Linked DNA regions of Danio rerio: region 1 is linked to region 2. A link is a contact called in public Hi-C data. All regions are on one chromosome and are shown on one strand. Each heading gives the region's core, a stretch centred on a gene start, on an enhancer-like site or on the middle of the called end of the contact. The rest is flanking DNA. Distances are from core to core; before and after follow the strand shown.

What was found. Hi-C and Micro-C count contacts between places; a contact is called where the count stands out from the background.
Region 1: a contact with region 2 is called in a Hi-C map of hematopoietic stem cells, with 2.4 times the contacts expected there. The contact joins the promoter of ftr84 here to the promoter of h3f3c in region 2. A contact is called at or near these places in 5 of 18 Hi-C or Micro-C datasets (caudal fin, embryo, fibroblasts and 2 more).

What each region holds. Positions count from the first base shown.
Region 1 is chr5:37,997,972-38,003,652 of GRCz12tu, reverse strand. It overlaps ftr84 (finTRIM family, member 84), which reads left to right and starts at 3,246. Exons shown (of 8, transcript XM_073951149.1): 1 at 3,246-3,319. It overlaps il13ra2 (interleukin 13 receptor, alpha 2), which reads left to right. Exons shown (of 10, transcript NM_001113731.3): 9 at 523-619; 10 at 708-1,540. The coding sequence ends at 807.
Region 2 is chr5:37,848,093-37,854,168 of GRCz12tu, reverse strand. h3f3c (H3 histone, family 3C) reads left to right here and starts at 4,042. Exons shown (of 4, transcript NM_200003.1): 1 at 4,042-4,102; 2 at 4,932-5,075; 3 at 5,159-5,312. The coding sequence starts at 4,948. It overlaps LOC141385557 (a long non-coding RNA gene), which reads right to left. Exons shown (of 2, transcript XR_012406166.1): 1 at 5,668-6,076; 2 at 3,993-5,411.

The DNA.
Region 1 (5,681 bases), core at 1,997-4,496, 150 kb before region 2:
GACTTTATTATAAGGATGTAGGGGATGGTAAGAGAACAGGGGGATGAAGGGAAAGAGAAGTAAGAGGATGAACAGTGAACATTTAGATAGGTAGGTTGATCAGGTGTCCTACAATGATGCCCAGAGTCTTAGAGTGGGGGTACCATCTTTGTAATATTTTGGTTGAGGGATTGGATCCCCCGATTCAACCTAGGAGTGAAGAGAGTGTTATAGGATTGTGAATGGGAAGAGAGGAATTAGAGGGACTGTGGATTCAAAAGAATGAGAAGAATAGTGCTAGAGGGCTGGTCTGCCTTAATTAAGTTTTAGGGAGTAGGTGATTGGTTAAGGAGACAAAGTGAGGCGGGGTTCCTCTGCCGAACTTTTGTTAACAAGTTAACTCCATTAAAAATTGTACCATGACAAGCTTTTCAGCTTTTGGGAATATTTTTTTTATGAATAATGTAAATGTGTCTGCTAAAATGTTTGATGTTAAATAGTTCTTTGCGGTTTGATCATTTAATCATGTATTTTTCCTCAAAGTCAAACCAACATTGAATTATCGTTTGCTGGACCTGGTGATGATTGGCACTGCTGGAGTCATCATCTTCTGTCTTTCCTTATGGATATTAACGAGGATGTGAGTTTTCAGCCAATAGAAAAAAATTTATGCATACACCATTATCTTTGCCGTTTGTTGACACTCAATCTCATTTTTGTTCTGACAGCTGCATAAAGCCGTGCAGCAAGAAGGATGTCATCTACACGCTGTACAAGCAGAAGGTCAACGAGAACATGCCTTCAATCTTCAGCCCCATTTTCAAGTGATGATGCTTCCTATGACCTGCTTTTGCTGCATTACCATTCATACCTAATACTACATCACTAAATGCACACTACTCAGAGAAATAAACACGAGAATTGAGACTCGTCAGAGCCCTCGCACAGTTTACCTGGTAGTGGATTCAAAGTGAGCGCTGAGAGGCTTGTGGAGCAGATTTGTGGAAAACCAAAAGAACCAAAGCACTGACCTGAATGTAGAATCCACTTTGTTGTTTACCAAGCCACTCTACTATTAGCTAATGTGTTTACACAAATGTTATGTGCCTGTTAAAGTTACTCATATATAAATATGAATTATATTATAATATATTTTATTTCAAATGCCAGTGGTCTTGCCAGTTTTGCCCAGTTTTCAATAGCATCTATTCAGTCTTGAATATTTGTTCTTAATGTCAATGATCTTGCCAGACATGGCGTACTGTACAGTTTCAGTTTTGTCTTTTACAGTTTTCCTGTTTTTTTTTTTCATTCAATTTTTTGAATTTATGCTGTTTTTAAAGTAAATGTATTAAAATAAATCATAGATGTTTCAGATGCCAATAACATTGCCAGTTTTTGTTCGTTTTTATACATTTTCCTATTTTTCTACTTGCCAGGTTTTCTTGAATTTGTTTGTCTTTTACATTAAACCATATACTGTATTTGTAAGATGCCAGTAAACTTGCCATTTTTGTGTACTTTTGCAATTCGCGTATTTTCTATTAATAATAAAAACAGTTCTTGAATAAGTGATCTGTTTGTGTGTGTGTTTTTTACCCAAATAATATACCCAACAAAGTCAATCCAGGGCACAGTTAAACGTACCGGGCACTTTATTAGGTACGCCTGTCAAACTGCTTGTAGCGCAAATTTCTAATCAGCCATTTACATGGCAGCAGCTCAATGCATTTAGGCATGTAGACATGGTCAAGACGATCTGCTGCAGTTCAAACAGAGCATCAGAATGGAGAAGAAAGGTGATTTAAGTGACTTGGAATGCGGCATGGTTGTTGGTGCCAAACGGGCTCCTCTGAGTATTTCACAAACTGCTGATCTACTGGGATTTTCACTTACAACCATCTATAGGGTTTACAGAGAATGGTGCAAAAAAGAAAATGTCCAGTGAGCGTCAGTTCGGTGGGCGCAAATGCCTTGTTGATGCCAGAGGTCAGAGGAGAATGGCCAGACTGGTTCCAGCTGATAGAAAGGCAACAGTAATTCAACTCACTTGTTTCAACAGATGTATGCAGAAGAGCATCTCTGAGTGCACAACACATCGAACCTTGAGGCAGATGGGCTACAGCAGCAGAAAACCACGCCAGGTGCCAATTCTGACAGCTAAGAACAGGAAACTGAGGTGACAGTTCACACAGGCTCCCCAAAATTAGACAATAGAAGATAGGAATTTGATTTCTGCTGCGACTTTCAGTTTTAGGGTCAGAACTTGGCATCAACAACATGAAAGCATGAATCCATCCTGCCTTGAATCAGCAGTTCAGGCAGGTGGTGTAATGGTGTGGGAATATTTTTCTGGCACACTTTAGGTACCAACTGGTACCAATTGAGCATTGTGTCAATGCCACAGCCTACCTGAGTATTGTTGCTGACCATGTCCATCCTTTTATGACCACAGTGTACCAATCTTCTGATGTACTTCCAGCAGGATAATGCGCCATGTCATAAAGTGTGAATCATCTCAGACTGGTTTCTTGACCATGAAAATAAGTTCAGTGTGCTCAAATGGGCTAAACAGTCACCAGATTCAATCCAATAGAACACCTTTGGTATGTGGTGGAACGGGGAGATTCACATCTTAGATGTGCAGTCGACAAATCTGCAGCAACCTCGTGGTGCTATCATGTCAATATTGACCAAAATCTCTGAGGAATATTTCCAGTACCTTGTTGAATCTATGCCACAGTGGATAAGGGCAGTTTTGAAGGCAAAAGGGAGTCCAACAGTTTGTCTACAATTCATTTAAAAGCTTTTACATTGGAAGTTATATTATTTTAGGTACATTGAGTTTATAGAGTGGGGGTTGACATAGTGCTTATAGTGTTCTGGCAAATTAGGGGCCTAGTGGGTTGCCAGGGATTACCAACATTCCATATAACCTTTACATTGCACAAAAGACTCTCAACAGTGGTAAGTTTTTGTTTTTAACATTAATAAAATCTTCCCCTCACTTAGAACAAATGAAGAAGTCTTGCTCATGAGAAAATAAATGTGCTTTTGTGTCACGTGTCACTTATTAAACAATCCATTTGCAGCAAAAATACAACTCGTTTGCACCTGAAACTAAATTTTTGAGATGAGGAGGTTTGCTATGAAAGTTGCACGTTTTATAATCACCGTGATTTCGTGGGAAAAATGACAATTTCTTTCACACAGTTGAACAAGAGAATTACGACTGTGTATTATCAGCGGATTTGGCAACTCTGGCTGTGGCATATTGGTTTAGTTGGTGTGTCAAACACCAACTCAGGAAAAATAATCCCTATGAAATGAAACTTCAAAGGTAAAGTACACGGTTTACACCTTTTTATGCTTAAATCTTGTATTTCATGTATTAGATAAATTAGTTTATGCTGTGTATTTAGCTTGAGAACCTGACTGTGCAGCTGCGATTGCGTATTGTGGGAATGTTGAAGAAACTATTGGTATTTTTTTTTTCATATAGGCGATTGTAGCCCGACTCTTGTTGATACATAAAATGGGCTACTTGAATATCTTCTGTTGAATCTGAACCTGGCCTGCAGTCCAAACTTTCTAAGCATTGTATTTCTAGGAACAGGAAACGTACACATTGGACTATAAAATTGTTGTTTTTGTCTGTTGCAACACACTGTTCATAGCAACTCTCGGCCAAGAAGGTCAAGTTGCAACATTAGATTTTATTTTCAGTGGAATTACTAGGATAGCAAGACAGAGTTTCGGAATGATAACGAAGAAAGTTCAAATAAAGGCAACATCATCTTTTTGGTGGTGACATGAAGTTGTTGAGTACAGCTTGCTACATAAACAAAGATATCCAGTGCAAACTAAATGAATTACATTTTATGACTGTACATTATTCAATATTCATACCGAAAGAACGCTTGGATCTATTTAAACAATCTGGTAAGTCTTGCCGTTGGTTTGAGTGTCCACCAGCAGATGGCAGCACAGTACACATAATGCGTATGTCTATCGTTTCACACCCAAACTAATTGAATCTGTCGTTTTCATAGCGGCCATAACAAAATATTTAACCACCCGAGAATACTTTTCTTCTGTATCAAACCACAGAAATAATGATTATTTTCTTGTAGTTAATGTTTCGTTCTGGGCTGTGGCTTGTTGTTCTGGCAGCTGCTGTTGTTGTTGTTGTTTTTACCATAAATGTCAATGGAATTTCGGTTATGTAATTCTGGTGATCTGCTGAGCCACCAGAGACCCATGCTAAATCATGTAATGAACAGACCAGGAAGTGTGAAGGCAGGATGTATAGAGAAGGAAGGAAGGGGGAAGACAAAGGGATGTCAGTACTAGAATAAGATTTATATAGTTCTCAGATGTTCTTTTGTTTCCCAATAATTACAGTGACATTCCAACAGGCTCCTGATATTTATTATAATTCTTTTTTTCCCCAAACACTCTGCACCAGCCTTGAATAATACAACAGTAAACCTAATATAATCATACACTTGATACTGTACACATTCAGGACTAGGCCTAGTCTGTTTCAAACCTTTTAAATGTTATTAGGATAATTTATTTTGTATTGCGATATACAGATGAGTGAAAAACTCTGGGCAGTCTTAAAAAAGCTTGTTTGTTGACTGAATGGAGGCAGATAAAAATATAAATCTCTGTAAGAAAGAGCTTGATTTCTAGCTTCTTGAGGCTGTCCCACCAGAAGAATTAAATTCACCATAAAAATAAAATGACATATTTATTAGAAAGGGGTAAAACAAATTTAAGTTATTTAAAATATGCATGGACGGCATCAATATGGATGCCTGTAGTGTGCATTTCATTCTAATATTAATTTTGTTGTACATCATGTGTGTGTTGTGGTGTTGGTTTGCTTTGAATGGCCCATTTTTAATGAATTTGGTTCAAAGTAATCTTATGGATAGTGCATCATTTATTTTATTTTTTTTTCTAAAAGAAACAATTATAGTCTCTAGGCAAACTATAAAAACATTAAGGTTATGCGCATTCCTGTCATATAGGACTGTATGTGTGCATGCACATAGTGTAGGGTTTTGTTGTTGTTGTTTTTTTTGCATGCATAACACAGCATTCTTAGTCACTTACTGTACATAGGTCTTTGTAAACAGGGATTGTTTTCACAATACTGTTGTCTTTATGCAAAACATTTTTAAAGTGCAAAGGAAATCTATTTATACATATAAACTGTCTATATTTGAGTGCGTAAATATGCCGGGCAAGTCAAATGTTTGGAGTCACATGATTGAATGTTTCTTCTTAATGGTCTTAAAACATCCTTGTTCAGAAGGCACGGGAAAAATAGGTTATCTACACATTAATCCCTTTACTAAACCTAGTTTTATTCACTGTTTATTTAAGGCCTGTAAAGGAGATTAAAAGTAAGTGTATCTAATTAAACAAGATCCAAACTCAGTCCTGGAGGGCCATTGTGCTGCATATTTTAGTTGCAACTCCAATTAAACATACCTGAGGCAGCTAATCAAGCTCTTTCTAGGTATACTAGATCACCAGGCAGGTGTGTTTGATTAGGGTTGGAGCAAAACTATGCAGGACACCGGCCCTCCAGGACCGAGTTTGGACACCCCTGCTCTAAAGGGGTTAGAGCATAGAGATGAGCTCTTCCCAAAAGAGTGCTGTGCGTAATACCAAATAACTGCACAATT
Region 2 (6,076 bases), core at 2,793-5,292:
AGCATCAAGTTTTTTTTTTGAGATTGTGTGTCTAATTCAGTAGTGTGGTGCGTTAGCGTGGGTTTCCTCCGGGTGCTCCGGTTTTCCCCACAGTAAAAAGACATGCGGTACAGGTGAATTGGGTAGGCTAAATTGTCCGTACTGTATAAGTGTGTGTGTATGTGTGGATGTTTCCCAGAGATGGGTTGTGGCTGGAAGGGCATCCGCTGCATAAAAACTTGCTAAATAAGTTGGCGGTTCATTCCGCTGTGGCGACCCCGGATTAATAAAGGGACTAAGCCGACAAGAAAATGAATGAATAATGTGCAATACTAATTTAAAATACGTATCACTAACCTTATATGTGAAATAGCAGGGCCCGCTGTAGCACTTTCTCAAGAAGAGCAAATGTCAAATTATTAGCGCAAAGCACATGTAGCGAGCTCATCTGTTTGTCGGAACTAGACACAATTTTTTTTATCAACTATAATGTGTTTAATTAGTTAATTTGAAATTTATGTCATTATTCCAGCAATAATTGTTGAGTGAAAGAATGCGCTAGAAATATGCATTGCGGCTCCCTTTATTGTACAGGCTTATTGCACGTAAACTTTTTTAGGTTCGGCTCTCGAATTAGTAAGGTTATGAGTAAATGTTATTTAAAATATTTAAAGCCTGCCATCTAGCCTACAATAACAGCAAATTTAATAAAAAAAATAATAAGACAGGCCTACTTTGGCGTGGCAATAAAATAGTATTAATTATCAAATAAATAATTACAATATATAATTAAAATAGGAAGAAATAAATGAAAACAAATGGTACCCTTTGTTTTTATAGCAGGGCCCAAAGTGTTCTTATTCTGGTTCTGGTAACAACTATTAAAAAGAAAAAAAAACACACCAAACAATAAAAACACTAGTAACTGATAATAATAATAATAATAATAATAATAATAATAATAATTATTATTATTATTATTATTATTATAAAGCCCTTGCTCTGAAACAATCATGCAAACCAGGTGCTGCTCGGAAATGGCTTTCTTTGCTCTGCATCAGGTGCACAGCAGCAAGAAGCTTGGCAGTGAACTATGACCTTATTTTAATGACAAATGTCTAAGAATACTGCTTTACGTTTTTATTTAATTTATACATACGCAATGAATGTAAGCCTGCTAAATGTGTGTGGTTCAAATGATAGAATATGTAAACTTAGTTAATATATATAATTAAATAATAATAATTAAAAGCCTGCGTGTAAGGCTTTTATTTTGAGGGTGACGTCACGAGCGCAGATTTGGTTGACCAATTAGAGGAAAGTGGGCGTTTCAGCACCACCTACATGTGTAAAATGAATTTTAAAGTCGTTTATCCGTTTTCCTACCCTAAACCAAAAAACGAAAATCCAGCCAAAAGCTCGTTTTTTCGTTTTCTCGTGAGCAAAAGAAAAACGGAAAAACGGCCGTTTTCTCCATTTCCTTTATTCCGTTTGAAAATGGAAAACAAATGAACAAAATGTACACGGACCTCTATTACTAACACTTAACATACCTATTTCTTAAAAAAAATAAAAATAAACTCTGTGCAAATGGGCTCTATGATTAATTTTTTTTATTATTCATACTAATTTATTTTATGCCTTTTGCCATTTTTCCTTCATATTCTGTGAGCAACTACTATATCAAAAAGAGATAGCATAATCAAAATGGGGTTGAATTAAAGCTCCTCCCAATAATTTTGAACATCCAACAGATCAGCTTGCCTTACACTGTCTGGGGCCAGCACCTAAGCTTTTTACTCATCATAGTACGCGTGCTGCTGATGATGTGAAAATAAAAGTGATTTGATTGATATGGATAAGCAAGAACGTGTTGTTTTGTGTTTTTGTCGGTAACAAATAACTGAAAATAGGCTGTTTAATAATTAAATGCACACCTGATGTGGTGATTACACCTCATATGTGCGTTATTATCTAATAATTGAATAAACCCCTTAAATCAATTATCCCACTTACTACACTTACCACACCTAATAATGGTGAGGTGCTGTATTTGTCAGGTTTTGGCCTTCATACTTCAGTAATCACGATTTTACAACTTCACATTTTCGCTGTAAAAACACCAATAAAATATTGGAGGAGCAAAATGATCTTGAAGTATTGTTGCAGAGAACACTTCTTTTTGAGATATGAATGAAACAAACTCCTCAGCATAGCCGTTTATATGAATGAGCCCACCACTTCATCAACTCTTGTTGGTCTGTTCGAGATTTTCTGGAGAACAGTGCTCTCTGTTGTTTATAAAAGGCACTGCAGTTGGTAGCAGGAAGAAGCACTGAATGAACCTTATTTTCCCTGGAGGAACATACTGGGAAGTGAGATGAAAAATAGTGCAATAAAAATGCTGAGATTGCAGTGTTACCATCTGTATTTCCATCCTACACCATGCACCTCAGAGGGGAGTCTCGGGTTGTATGTAATTAATCTGAAAATAATAGGAGGGGGGCTCGTGATTACAGTGGCATAAACATGTCCAGCATATATAATGCAGTAGATTTATATTGCACCCCAAATGAGTACACCAACAGATTTCACAGACAAACACCCATCTCACTTTTAAATATTTTTTTCTTTATGATCCCATACAATGAGATATATTTTATTGGTTTATTGGAATTACATTAGATTAGTCAATACCTACATTTGAACTAGTTTGATTAACTAAATCAATATCATTTAGCAAAAATGAGCACACTATATTAGAGAATATATTAGCTAAAAATATAAAATATATTTCCAATTAACATAAAAATCAGGGAGGCCATACAAAATATTAAATACATTTTAAAACACACACACTACACTAGGGTTTGGAAATAAAAGCACAAAGCTATGAAACTGCTATACGCTGTGCATTCTTTTACTTCAAATATATTTTAAAAAAATGAGTAAATAAATTACCCTTTTATTTGTTTTCACCCAGCAGCCATTGCTAACCTTTAAATGTTTCTAATGCATTAGCTACTTTAAACATGAATTAGAGACAGTGTCATATTAAAGACTTCAAAGCACTTTTAGCCTCAGAGACTCTATGATCCTTAACTAAAAGCTTTCATTACTCTTGAGACAACCACTCACCACGCTATATTACATTACAGCCCCGTCAGATCTTGTAGTCTAACTGTATTTAGTAGCAGAGTGCTTTTGCACATACGCAGCTATTATGAGGAACATAAAAATAAACCCAGTGGGTTTTGATACGTAGTAAATGGCACATCCTTCCTGAAATGCCACTGAAGCCTTAAAGAAAGCATGTGTTTGAGACAGGAATGCACCCTTTGGTTAGTAGCTCATGGCTGTAGGCTGGCTTTGAATGTCAATCTGAAAAAGAGTAAAACTATGTATGACTGTTCTTGAATTATCTGGTCAGCACTCAGAAACATGATACAAATCTGCAAATAGTGAATGGACTATTGTAAATTGAAGAGGTTGAATCTGTGAGAGTAATAATATGAATGCAATAATGCACATCATTAAAATAAAATTTTATGTACCCAGGTGGTGTATAGTTGTGTTTTAAGTTATGTATATTGATGCTTCAGGAAAAAAAATGACCAGTGAAGGTACAAATAAAGATTTAGTCTTCTACGTTACCACTAATACTAAATTCCTGAAAAATGACCCGTGAAGGTACAACTAAGGATTTAGTCTTCAAGTACTAGTATTAAAATTACTTCATAGCGGTTATTGTTATATAACCAGCAGTGGATGAACCCATTACCCCGTCTCAAAACCCGTTGACCGCGAAGAAAAAAACAACAAAAAACAAAAGAAAATGAGTAAAATCCCGTCTGAATCACACCACTTAAATGCTTCGTATTAAATACAATATTTGCATTTGACTCAGATAAAGCGGAAAATCGTAATGGACTTGGCACTGTAAAATTTGATATTTTTGTGTTTACTGTTTTATTGAAGTGCATTCTGGGAGAAAATGATTGACATCGCGGCCATTTTGGCTCTGGCCGCCCCGCTCCCATTGTGTGTGAGATAGTAAATACTGACACTGCCAGACAAGCAGAGCACATATTTCACCGCGCGAATTAAAACACGTTCACCTGAGGTAAGTGCCCCAGTGCATCACTGTCTTCTCTCTGATGTACTTTTCAACAGCTTTGTGAAACTTTTCTGCAGAATTGTGTTTATTTTAAGCGTTAAAACGTTAAAATCTCATCGTCTGAAAATGAAAAGCCGATGGCGAGACGCGAGAGAAAATAGGCTCTCCTTTTCGCGTCGGAGGACACTCTGAAATCCGTCCCACTTTCGTGTGCCTCTATTTACTTCGGCTAAACGGCGTAAATCCGCAGCGGACATTCGCTCTAAGCGGCTATATAGTTGCCCAAGGATGCCTGCTACCGTATTTCGATGTCTTTTTCGCAGTTCATGCTTTAGATTTTGAAATTTATTTTAAAGTTTGCGTCCTCCCCTGTGCCTCAGTGCACGGACTCTCTCCAGTTGCCGTTCAAATTGCAGCCATAATCTTGCGGTTTAGGGCGGGGCTTAGGCGGGCTGAACTGCCCCCACAACTGGCAGAACGGTCTGCGATTGGTTCATTAAATGTGCTTCTCAAATGCTACTGGCTACTGATTTATTGTTGTTTTTTATTCGTCTGTGATTGGCTGAGAGGTCGTTTTAGTCTTTCCTGACTGGTTGCATTTATTTATTGCGGTTAATGTGACGTGCAGGGGGAAACGGCCTGAAATAGCATATGGGGCAGGGAGTCAAATACCAAAACAAATGTAAAACTAGAGACGCTATTTTTAGTTGAGGTTTACTCACGTCTGTAGCTTAATCTTTGCGTAGCATTCAAAATTTAATATTAAACTGCTAAGTTCATCATGTTAACTCATTCATGTTTCACATCCCTGACTCGTTTTTCTTGTTTTCCTCAGGTGATATTGACTAGCAATGGCCCGTACAAAGCAGACTGCTCGTAAGTCCACTGGAGGAAAAGCTCCCCGTAAGCAGCTGGCTACCAAAGCTGCCCGCAAGAGCGCTCCCTCCACTGGAGGAGTCAAGAAACCCCATCGCTACAGGTGAGATTCCAGACTTACAACTGCTAAAAAAAAGGTTTTTCCACTGCTGTTAAGCATAAAATTAAACATATTTCTGTTTGCAGGCCTGGAACTGTGGCTTTGCGTGAGATTCGTCGGTATCAGAAGTCCACTGAGCTGCTGATCCGCAAGCTGCCATTCCAGCGTCTGGTTCGCGAGATTGCCCAGGACTTCAAAACTGACCTGCGTTTCCAGAGCGCCGCCATTGGTGCACTGCAGGTGCGTATAGCAAGCACAGGGCTGTCTGGCCCTGCTCCTGGATGGTCAGTGTCTTCAAAGATGTGAGATCCAGCACACTTGCTTGGATATTTCTTATTGCTTAATCCCAAATGGCACACTTTATGTGCACTTGCCATGTCATGCACTTACAATGGCAGTCATATCAAATGTGTCCTTTTATTTCACAAGACTGTAGAGCATGCCTTTCGGAATGGTGCTTATATGTGCCACCTCTGTGGCTTGTTATGCATCTTTGATGCAAACAAATTCACATAACATAATGTCTGACTCCTGAAAAGACCACAAGGGTTCAGAGTAGGCATGGGCCAGTATAAGATTCTGACGGTATGATAACCTTGGATAAAAATATCACGGTATTGTGATTACTGCTCTAAAATATACTCTCTTTAAATGTTTGGGTAAAATCAAAAACTTTTTCCCCTTTGAAAACTATTGATTGAATTTTTTGAAAGTTTTATAATATTTTGAAGCTGTAATCTTGTCAGGCTAAACACAGATTTAAACACAGATTTATTTACAATTCAAAACGGCATCTTTGAATATTTTTTCTGCTGGAAATGCTGTTGTCCTAAAAAAAAAAAAAAAGTAAGTAAATAAAAATATTACACATACTTTAGGAATTGTATAGCTGAAAATTATGGCGGTTTTAAAACCTTGACTTTTCTAAACCGTGGTATACCTTGAAAACGGTTATCGTCCCATGACTAGTTCAGAGTGCCATTTGAGGTAGGCCCTGAGGTGAA